2 separate regions of the Gossypium hirsutum genome follow, and region 2 is linked to region 1. Evidence: chromatin contacts called from public Hi-C data. All regions are on one chromosome and are shown on one strand. Each heading gives the region's core, a stretch centred on a gene start, on an enhancer-like site or on the middle of the called end of the contact. The rest is flanking DNA. Distances are from core to core; before and after follow the strand shown.

Region 1 (5,896 bases), core at 1,731-4,230:
CTATCATTTGATCAGTGCTTGACCCCACTTTTCCCTGTTAATCATGGAGGTTCTTCAATGGATAAAAGTTCAAATGTATGCGAAGGCCTTAAATCATATCATAAATCACTTCATACACCCACAAAGCTATGTTCCTACTAAAAGATTAACAAACTGCAAGTTCTTACAAGCTTTCTTCTAATGAACTTGATCCAAGCTCAGTTTTATTAGCTTCTGATTATGGAAGGAACCGAGGCAGCACCAAGGAGTTTCTTGTTGTTCTCAGCTATTGGACTGCTCCCTGAGCTGCTATTCGAAAGTGAACTGAAAGGCGTGTTCTGCAATTGTATGCGGTTGCCATCCAACCCTTCCGATAAGAAGGTAAGTGTCGATGAGTTCTGGCAGCTACCTGCGTTGTTCGTCGTGTTGTTTAAGATCTCTCCTAATGGACCTCCCATTGAACCTCCCCAAGATATTGGTATCCAGTTAGGTTGCCTTTTGGTTTGTTCAGTGATGTCATTGTTCACTCCTAAACCCATTTGGATCTGATCGAACTCCTGAACTAACCTAAGAGATGAAAGGTCGAGTTTCTCTTTCACTGGTGAGGACAAGGTTGATGAGAACTCTGATGTTACCATAGGAATAGACATCGAGAGTTGAGTCCAGTCAGGTTTTAACTCATTTGGCCAAGTAACAATAGAACGACTAGACTGATCCTTGGGCCAGTTATCAATGAATTGGTGAGGCGGTGTTTGATCTTGTGTTTCTTGACCAGTGAAGTCTAGGAACAGACCATGACCATACTCCTTAGAGTTCATGTAATAGCTTTTATGCGACGGATTGACAAGAGAATCGGAAGCAACATGTCCAAAATCCGATAGAGATGATTCTACAAACGGAACACCTTGTTTTGTAATGGTGAATGTGGTGGAGTCATCAGATTTCAGGTTGGTGGTGGAAGACAACACCGAAAACCCCCGTTGATCTTGTATTCTGCCACGAATAAATCATAACCGCAATGAACAAAATGAAAGATCCCAACAAAAAAAAAAGAGTTAAATCCAAGCCTATACAACCGAGTGACCAAGGTACCTAGCAAGGAGAATCCTAAGTCCCAACTACAAGTGTGGCCAATGTCACCAAAAGTAAAGATGGCACAATAGGGTCCTACTTTAAAGTAAAGAGAAAGGAACAGAAAAATATATGTATACAAACAGTTAAAGCATAATCATTATTAATATCAATGTAAGCAAGTAAAGCAACCTCAAAAGCATAAAGCAAGTTTTTTACCTGTTCACAAGGGTGTCTGAAGAAGGATCAGCAGCACCAGACCGGTGCTGCAGTGCAATTGCGAGACTATTGGCTGCACCACCACTGGTTTTTGCCGATGCCAACATAGAGGAAGACATCGACTCCACCTTTGAATTAGTGGCAGTGTGGCCGGTCTGGCCTTCCACAGGCTTTCTTGAACGATGGCGGCCCCTGTTTATATGCCTTTCACAATACTTTTGATCAGCAACGGCATCCCGGGAGCAACGCCATTTCTTTCCATCCGTTCGACGACACCTCCCTGGCTCAGGATCGGTGCTGCCAGTATACCGCAGATGGAAAGAACCCCATCCCACTACATAAAAGCCACACAATGATCAATGATGAAGACAAAGCAAGCAAAAAATTACTTTATAGCTAAAAATCACCTTTTTTTTTCATTTGTGATACCTATAGCTTTGGATAAAACTTTCTACAAAACATAAACAGATCACTCTGCACAAAACTGTTCGTTTATGCACCAAACAAGATAAGAACTTTACATGAATTATAAGGCAAGGATCCAACAGATGAACTGGTGAAGCCATAGGGGTAAAGGGATTTCTTCAAAGGAGTGAGCAAATTAGAAGGTACAGGCACATTAGACATGATGTATTTGTAGATCAATGCCTGGTGTTGTAGCTCAATCCATTGAGATGGAGTTAAAACCCCATGCATGGTTGCATTAAGGTTTCCACTACCATATCCTGAAACAAAACATTTAAGGGTTATAATCACTTGTCTGCAACATTTACTGTTTGCTACATATGTCCATTGTCCTTATTTTGCCAACTATTTTAATAATGTCAATGAACCCAATAGCAAGAAATGTTGGGATTAAGAATAAAGTAAGTGCCTATGAAAAGACCTTCACAATCACATTGAAACAAATATGCTTAAACCCTTTAAACAAACCCCATTTTAATGAACAAAATCATATCACCAAGTACCAATTTTTTTTCTTTTACCTAAAAAATAAAAAACATAAACTTTCAAACACATTACCTGCATTTCTAGTATACATAGAGAAGTCGTTGCTTTGTGTAGTTTTCTCCATAAAGTTACCATCTTTTCTGATAAAAGGAAGTTCAGATTTGAGTGAAGAGAAGCTAATCATATGATCTTGTTGTTGTTGGGGAGTTTCATTAGATCTCAACAAAGGAATGCCTTGGTGCAATGGCATTGTCTTCGGTACCTTACAACTTTTCCAGTGATCTTCTTCTTCAGCTGAATCAGAGGATCTTTCTTGCTTGGTAAACCCGGATCCGAAAAGCTTAGGCTTGGACTCAACTGGTGGAGATGGAGATGGAGATGGAGATGGAGATGGAGATGGAGCTCCATTATTAGGACCCACAATACCATCCAAACCCAGAACCCCAAAATCCATATAGAACCAATAAACAAAAACAGGGCTCTAAAAAGCATGAGTTGTTGTTGATGATGATGATGACATGGAAGGGTTGAAAGTTGAAGCTTTGGATAAAAACAAGTGTTTGAAGACAGAGAAAGAGAGGAGCATCTTTAAAAGGACAAAGGTGTTATGTTTTGGGTTTTTTCTTTCACTGTTTCAGATCAGATTTTTTTTGGGGGGGGGGGGTTCATCTTTGTAATGGAAGTATCACAATTTTAGAGACTATGAGCAAAAACTATATAAAAAAAAGGGAGCAAACAAGGGTATAATATAGTACCACACTACGCCAATATATCCCAGACATGTTAGCACATATTTATCCATGGTTTTTCTTTTAAAGTGAAAAAAAAAAAAGCATCCGTTGCTTTCAAGGAAAGGTCAAAGTTACAAAATTCTCCTTGTTCTAAGAGCTCTTCCTTCTTTTCGAGTTTATTTTTTATATTAGTTTTTTTTTGAGATATTTGGTTTTTCTTCTCAATAATATAAGAGTGTAATATGATTTAACACTATAACCCATATTTTTGTTGAGTTTAGTTCATTGCATAATGGTTAAACCTTTCAAGATTAACCTTAATAAAAGTATATAAATAAAAGCTTTTCACACATTTCAATCCAGTTTAGACTAAAACACATGATAATTAAATCAAATATTACTTGAAAAGAAAAAGATAATAATAAAAACATAATTTGAAACTTAGAGGCCCAATATGATTTTAAAGTCAAATTTTAAAATTAATTAATTTAGCCCATACCCATACATATATAGAATGAAGAATGATTTTCTTTTAACTTACTTATTGGCATACATCGAAAAAGAGATAGCTAGAGATTTTTCAACAGATTCTAACATTGATGAGTTCGATCTTATGAAAAATGGAATGTACAATTTAGGATGCTTAGTATTGAGAAATAGGACTAAGGCCAAGTTCTTTTTAATTTAATTTTTGGAATTATAATGATATTTATGAAATTTTTAGCATAGTATTAGTTATTCTTTTTTGCATATTGGAAAGAAATATTTAATTTTATACTGCGTGATTTTTTTCTTTTAATTTTTTATAGTTAAATCTTTCATACTTTTTAAAAAATATTAAATTGATTTGTTTGATAAGAAAAAAAATATCTGAAAAAAATTGACACTTTTTTATGTTAAAAAAAGGTGGTTCAGATTTAGAAATTTCACCCTCTTTAGAGTAGAATTTTGGATCCGTCCCTAATGACTAAGCTTATTGAAAGACTTGATTGATACTTTAAAATTCAATTAAAAGATTTTAAATTTAAGAACCAATTTAAATTTTAAATCTTAATTTGAGGACATATTGTGAAATTAATTTTTTTAATTACGACTTAAATCCATTATGCATCTGTTTTTTTTAATTATTATGATTTAGTTATTTGTAATTTTAATGATACATGTGAATTTTTTTAAAAAAAATAATTAAATTAGGCTTTTTACTTTTGTTATATATATATTCTTAAATCTATAATTTATTTTAAGGAATTTAGTAACTACCGTTTAGATTAGTACTAAATTTTCAAAATTCAAAAAGTAAAAAAGAAAAAGAAAAAGATTAAATTAGAGTAGAATGATTAACTTGACAACTTTTGTATGATAAAAAACTACCAATAAAATTTAACCTACTCAATGTAATAATAAAGAAATATCAACTATGGACTTATTTAGATGAGCTTTTTCTATAATGCAGTAAAATTATTTAACTCACAGTTATAATAATTAATCTTATTGTTACCACCATCTTTAAAATATACAAATCCAAACACCTAAATCAAACGGGGAGACGAAATTTGTATGCTTAAATCTAGGGTTAACGTTGGTTAGTGGGACAATCCCTAACTCCACTAGCCAACTACCTCTTACCAAAACAAATAATAATAAAATATTAATTATTTTATTCAATATAAATATTAAGTATGAGTATAAATTTATTCTCTTTTCAACTGAGGCTTCCTTTGGATGCCAATGCAGCCATGGTGAGATGGGATTTTGAGGGAATATTCTTTTTCCCTGCACTGTGATGACGTTTGGAGAAACAACGGTGAGGTGCAACTGAAGAATTCAATCTCACTGGCAGCCTCATTTCCAACTGGAGGTAAAACCTCCAGCTTAAACACAGCCAGCAAAATAGATTTTTTGCAGACAAAAATGCCCATATTTTCATTTATTATTTTACAATTTTATCCAGTTTTCTTGCAAACAGTTTTCTTGCAGACAAAAACACAGCCAACAGCTGGAGTTGTTCAATTATCTATTGTATTGATTGGGCTCTTGTGATTTGCTGAGTTCTACTTGATTTTATTTCATCGTTTTTAGCTTGAAAGTTAGGATCTTTGGCTGAATAAGACTTGAATTTGAGCATTGAGCTTGGTTTTTAGATATGAAACAAGATTGGGTTGCTTAGACAGGTTCTGTGAACTCTCAATCTCATCATTATCCATAGAACTAAACTTACCTTTTGACAGTAAGGGCTTTGTTTCCCATGCTGCTAGGCTGTGGCAACTTATTTTCTGCCAAAGAACAAAAAAACATCACTAATAAAGCAGTGAGAAAAATGGGGGAAATTGAGAGAGAAAGATGGAGAGTTAACCTATCTACTTAAAACCAACAAAGAGAAATAAATTAGAGATGAAAGAAAAAAATTGCATGACAAGGTTGAAAGAAAAAAATCCCTTTCTCCTACCCTCATCTGCATCATCTGATGCATTGTTGTTAACAGCAACTGAGCTTTGGATTCCTAAAAACCAAAATAGGAGCTTTGTTAATAGCATCCAAAATTTTGACTTGAGGTTTCAACTTAAAACATTTGCACTTTTACGCACATGCAATTGTCTTAATATCTTCAAACTAAAAGTCTCCAATAACAAGTATTAAAAAAATTAAAAATAATTATCATTTTATCTAATAAATAATTTAATTTAATTATATAATTTATTAAAATATTGGAAGATACATTTTAATTTTTTATTAAATGAATTTATAAATTCACATATTTTAATAATTTTTAAAAAAGTAAAATAATTTAAAAAACTTCTATTTTATATCAATTCTAATCTCATGTCCTTAATAGTCATTTTTTATTCTCACCTCACCGCTACAGCTGCGTTTGAATCCAAACACACACTCCACCGCTGTTTCTAATCTCACCGCTACAGTATCCAATCTCACTGCTACAGTAACAA
Region 2 (5,896 bases), core at 2,521-5,020, 220 kb before region 1:
GTGACTAAATTTTAAATGTATAAAGAGAATAAAAATTAGAAGTGTTGACACCATTTTTTGGATGAAAAACGGGGTCGACTTGGGTTTTAAAAAAATGAAACAGGAGTCGCCACCAATCCCTTTTTTTTATGAGGTGTGATTGGATCACCTTGAAAAGTGATTGTTTTTAATAAACGGTTTGATTTTATTAAAACAACAAATTTGGTCCACGAAATTTAAAAAAACGGGTTCGAGAGTCGGTTACGCACGAGGAAGGATTAGCACCCTCGATACGCCCAAAATTGGTACCTAGTTGATTACTTAATGTCTTAATGTCGAAGAGTGAAAACTTTGAAGAATTTAAAAATAGGATCTTTGTATTAAAACGTTGAAAATTTTCAGGAAAAGGGACATATTTCACGTTATTCGAGAAAGAGAATCATATCAAGTAAGTTAGGACACAATGTCTCGAATTCACGATACGCGAATAAAAAATGTTTATGTAAAAGATATTTTAACTATCTCGGGATTTAAAAAAGATATCACGCCCAGTAAGTTAGGATACAATTTTTTCTTAATTCTCGAGATCGTTTAAAACTTGAGTTTGAAAAAATTCGTGTATTTAAATTTATTATGAAAGTCGAAACCCAGTAAGTTAGGGTACGATCTTCTCGAATCTAAACACGAGAAAAGCCATTTATTTAAACGAATTTTGATATACTGAGTAAAATAAAACATGATATCGTAATGAAAAGAATGCGAGAATAAATTATATTATTGTTATGCATGGCAAAACCATAATGAATACGAAAGTATAAAAATGATACGAGAAATAGCACAATACAAAATAAATAAAAGGTCAAATCTACAACATACAAAATAACAACGTATATAAACGAATAAAATTAAAACATTCATGAAAATAAAATAAATAAATAATGAATACAATTAAAAATGTAAAGAGATATATACATATATATATGTACATAGATATAAATTAAAATATATATGTATATGTGAATTATAAAATATATAATATATTTTAAAATATAAAGAATATATAAATATGTATATATATAAAAAATATGTACATATACGTAGGTATATAAAAATTATGAAATATGAAGAATATAAACAAAATGTATATTTTTTGAAAGTATATATATATGTATATATAATAAAGGCGTATGAAAGCATATTTTTATATGTAAGTATATATATTTATATATGTAAGTATATAATAAAGGCGTATGAAAGCATATTTATGTACATGTATTTTAAAAAATGTATATAGATATATATAGATGTGCAAAAATATGAGTATTTATGTAGATGTTAAATAAGCTATAAAAATATATGTACGTTTGTATATATATAAAAATAAATTATTATAAGATATGGACATACTTAATGTATATATATATATATAGAATAAAAATGAAGAAATAAATATAAAGCTAATTAATATGTTAATATAATAGTAACAAATAAATAAAAGGTAAAAAAGGGAAAATAATAATAATAATAATAATAATAATAATAAGCTAAATAATGAAATTGCTAAAACATGGACTAAATCAAAATAAAAACGAAAGTATTGGGCGAAATCGAAATAAAAAAGCAAAAAAGGATTAAATTGAAACTCGCGCCAAACAGAGAGGGACCAAAACAGAAAATAAACCGAAGCCCCCAAAACACAGCGCAGCAGTGGACTAACTTGAAACAAACATGAAACTTTGTGGCCAAATTAAAAATAAAAGAAAATAGCGAAAAGGGGCCAAATTGCGACACGCTTCAAAGTCAGAGGGACTGCGAGCGGAAATAACCCATTCTAAGAAAACACGCGGATCCTTCTCCGGGTCGAGTCACCGCGCGGGTCAGAGGGCCTAAAACGACGTCGTTTCAATCTGGGTATTTAAACCCCATTTTTCTAAAAAAAAACACTCAGCCCCCATTTTTTCTAAAATTTTTTCAAAAAACTCACTCTTTTCTCTCTAAGGCTCCGGCCTTTTGGAGTTCTCAACTCCCAGTCGCACCGATCATCGCCTTGCCGTGCCGGCGCTGCGCCGGCCACCTTCAAAAGGTAATATTTTTCTTTTTTTTTTACAAATAAACTGCCTTTTTTAATATATATATATATGTATATATGTATGTGAAAAATTAAAAATAAACAAATATGGAAAACAGAAGATGCGAAAACAAAGATAAAAAAAATCTCCTTTTCGATTTTTTTGTTTATATTTCCGGGTAAGTATTACAAAATAGATGAAAAGAGAAAAAGAAAAGAAAAAAAAAAGCCCCCTTTCAAAATACACTTTCTTTGGCTTTTATAGCCGAATCTACTGCTTGTTGTTGTTGCCACTGTTTCTTGCTTGTTTCTCTTTTTGTTTTTGCAGGTGGAGGCGCAAGTGGGGTGGTGATGGACGTTGGCGGCGACGACGTGACCGTGGCGGCGTCAGAAGGTCAAGGGTCAGAAGGCTAGAGGCGGCGTCTAGGTGCGGCGCTAGGGTTTATTTTCTGAAACCCTAGCTTGATTTTTTTAGGGGGAAATTGGGCTGATTGGGTTTTAGTGTATTGGGCTCTGGGGGTGTTTAATTTTGGGTCTGCTGGTATGGGGTTTGATGAATTTGTTGGGTTGTATTTGTAAATGGGTTAATTGGGTTTAGTTTGTTGGGGCTGGGTAGGTTTGGGTGGGCAAAATTGGGTTGTACAGGAAGGATAGTTTAACATGTTTGTTTCCCTTTGTCAAATTTTTTTATTTAAATTTAGTTTTTAAGATTAATATTTTTAATTTTAGATTTTCGAAATATCAAGCCAATTTTTGAACTTCGTTAGACAAATCTATTCACTTGCTATAACCAAGCTTAATATTGTAACTTTGTTTAGACAATAGTAAATTTTGATTGTAAGCAAAGAATATTGGATGAGTGTTTGTAATATTTAGGGTTCATTATTGGGTTGCGATTATCCAATATTATAAGGGTGGATTGGGCTTTAGCCAATAGATAATCTGAATCAATATTTGAATTTTGTTAACAAGACTCGGTAGAGTAAGATTGTTCTTTGAATTTTGTTAACAAATATTGTGCATTGATTTATCTCTTAGCCTTAGTCTCTTTTTGAATTTGTTAGCTACACTCTCTTGTTCTAAGTTGTATTGTAACATTGGTTAGGACAACAAATTGAAATAACTAGTAAACTGGTTCCTTTTCAAATCTTCGATTATAAATAATATCAACTGGATCACAAATGAAGTGACAAAATACTTATATTTAACTCTTGAATTAACATCAATCTTAAGTTTAATCATCGAACAACTCCTATTTAAAACTATCAACAAACATAAATAAAATCATAAAATTTGAGATTTGTGAACAACCTTAAACTACCTAGCATTTAATACCCTAGGTTGTAAAATAATTCAAAATGTACAATCTAATTATAGATTCTGATCATATCTTATTTGCTCTTTTTGACACAATACCTAAAACAACCCATAACCCCTCCACAACTCATAAATTTAGAGGATAATGCACTTTAATGCACTTAAACTCACTCCCATATTGACAACAATACTCATACCAATCGAGTTAAGACTCAATCGACCAAAATGTACTAGATCATAATTTAGAAATCCAATCCACAAAAGCATTCTTCCAAAGCTATTGGGATATTATTAAGATCCCCAAAATAGTAAAAGGTGGTCCACCACAAAAACTTTAAAATTCCCAATTTTTTTTAACAATCCCACCAATTATTTTGACATTTTAATCCTTCATTCTCTATTCTAACACCTCCACCACTCCCCCCAACAAAACAAACCTTCGCTATTTTCGCATCGCCACAATGAACCAGATTTCTTTTTAAATCTCACTAAATGAAGTCTCATTCTTTAATTTTTCATTAACACAATTTCTTTAACATTTTCTTTCTTGGAACCTGACTTTTGCTCCCTGTTTCAGACATTATCGGTTAGGTTTTTCTCCTACTTTCTTTGTCTTTTTTTCTTTCTTTCTTTTTTTGTTGCATATAAATATTTAATTATTAGTATCATCCAAAAACTAACTTTGGGGTGTATATGAATGTGTGTATATATATATATTCTACTGTGTTAATAGAGTCCTTCGCCTGAGAGTTTTGTAATATAAAAAAGAAGGATCCCCATCTGGGTCTCCATTCTCTGCTGGTGATTCTTCAATTTCCTTCATTATTATTATTTTTCTTTTCCAGGTGCCACTTTCTCTCTACATTTCATATTGGGTCTTTTTTTTTGTTCTGTTTTGGTATAATTATAAATTTAGCTTTTAATATTTATATTTTTTTGTCAAATTGGCTTTATTCATTTTTTTAGTTAAATTTCACACTCAACTTAAAAAAAAAAAGTCTAATTTAGTCATCATCCTTTTAAAAAAAGAGTTGAATTGTTTTGTTCAAGGAAATATGTATTAAACCGTTAAATTTTTAAACATAACAGCCTACATGATAATTTACTTGTTTAATACTAATATTTCTTGAACTTTTAATACATTTTTTGATTTTTTTAAAATTTCTTTTAAAATTTTAACTTATTTATTAGTATTACATATAAGATAAATAGTATAATATTAAAATGAAGTTCGACTATAGGTAAGGGTGTAACTAGAAGGGGCAAGCAGTAGCCTTGCCCCTTTAACTAAGTGATATATTATTAATTTTAGTCATTTATATTTATAAAGCATTTATATTAGCTTTTTTTAAACAAATTTTTTTTTACCTTTGGCTCAATGGAGAAATTAGAAATTCTTTAGAGGGGGCCGAAATTAAATTGTAATTTTTACGATAGTAAAAATGTAATTTCAACATTTAAATAGGTTATATCTTTATAATTTTTAAATGATTAAATCAAATTCTTATATTTTTAGGAGAGGGCAAAGTGCAATTTAACATTTACTAATTTAAATGTTTAAAAATTTTAAAAGGTCTAAATAAATTTTTTTCCATTTTAAGGGGGTTGGGGGCCTAGCCAGCTCCCATAGTTTCGCCCCTACTTTTGCCCTCTAACACTAAATTCCTGGCTTTGCCTTTGTTGCCACACCATCACTAAAAAATTAATATTTAAGTAAGCATTTCTATTAAAAACGATTTGATTATTTTTGAAAGGTTAATGGTTAAATTTAACTTAAAAAGAATAATGGCCAAATTGAAAAAAATGTAAATGTTGAGGACTCAATTTGATATTATATCTTTTGTTTTTATTGTTGTTAAAACTTTTTTTTTTTTAAGCAGAGAGTGATGTGCAATGCGTGAAAATGTTAGTGAAGACAGGTGAAAAAACAATGGAGAATTCAAAGGGAGGAAAAGGGAAGAGATTGTGGAAGAAGGTGAAGTATCAACTGGTTGAATACCATTCATTACCTGGTTATTTGAGGGACAATGAGTATATTGTTGGGCATTATAGATCTGAATGGCCAATGAAACTGCTTTTGCTTAGCATCTTCTCCATCCACAATGAGACTCTCAATGTTTGGACGTAAGTTTTCATTTACCCCTTTTAGTTTTTTTGGACAGTTAAAAGATAAAAATATCATGGAGGCCAAAGCATCATGGAGCCCCCTGTATTAGTAGTTAGAATGGATTTTGCTCCATTTACTCAATAAATGGGAAAATTGGTCATTGTATGTTAAATCCAAGAATAAATTGGTCCTTTCAATTAAAGTTTTCATCCGTTTTTACTGTTAAAAACTGGTATGGCTGACGGATAACAAAACAGTTACATGTGGTGTGCCACATGTAACTCATTTCGACATGTACCTCATGCTAATGTGCATGGACTAGTTTTTAATAGTAGAAGTAGATGAAATTTTTAACTAAAGAACTACTTTGCTATTTGATTTAACATATAAAGACTAATTTACTCATTTTTAGCACAGAAGGGACA

The links. A called contact is a pair of places that touch in the nucleus more often than the background predicts.
Region 2: a Hi-C map of leaf shows a contact between it and region 1, with 2.8 times the contacts expected there. The contact joins the promoter of LOC107932559 here to the promoter of LOC107932601 in region 1. A contact is called at or near these places in 5 of 34 Hi-C or Micro-C datasets (callus, hypocotyl and leaf).

What each region holds. Positions count from the first base shown.
Region 1 is chrD03:3,276,327-3,282,222 of Gossypium_hirsutum_v2.1, forward strand. It overlaps LOC107932601 (growth-regulating factor 1), which reads right to left and starts at 2,981. Exons shown (of 4, transcript XM_016864659.2): 1 at 2,293-2,981; 2 at 1,791-1,994; 3 at 1,270-1,603; 4 at 97-972. The coding sequence starts at 2,674. The coding sequence ends at 207.
Region 2 is chrD03:3,055,684-3,061,579 of Gossypium_hirsutum_v2.1, forward strand. LOC107932559 (heptahelical transmembrane protein 4) reads left to right here and starts at 3,771. Exons shown (of 4, transcript XM_016864602.2): 1 at 3,771-3,950; 2 at 5,245-5,488. The coding sequence starts at 5,268. It overlaps LOC107932541 (a long non-coding RNA gene), which reads left to right and starts at 1,771. Exons shown (of 2, transcript XR_001693427.2): 1 at 1,771-2,062; 2 at 2,376-2,761.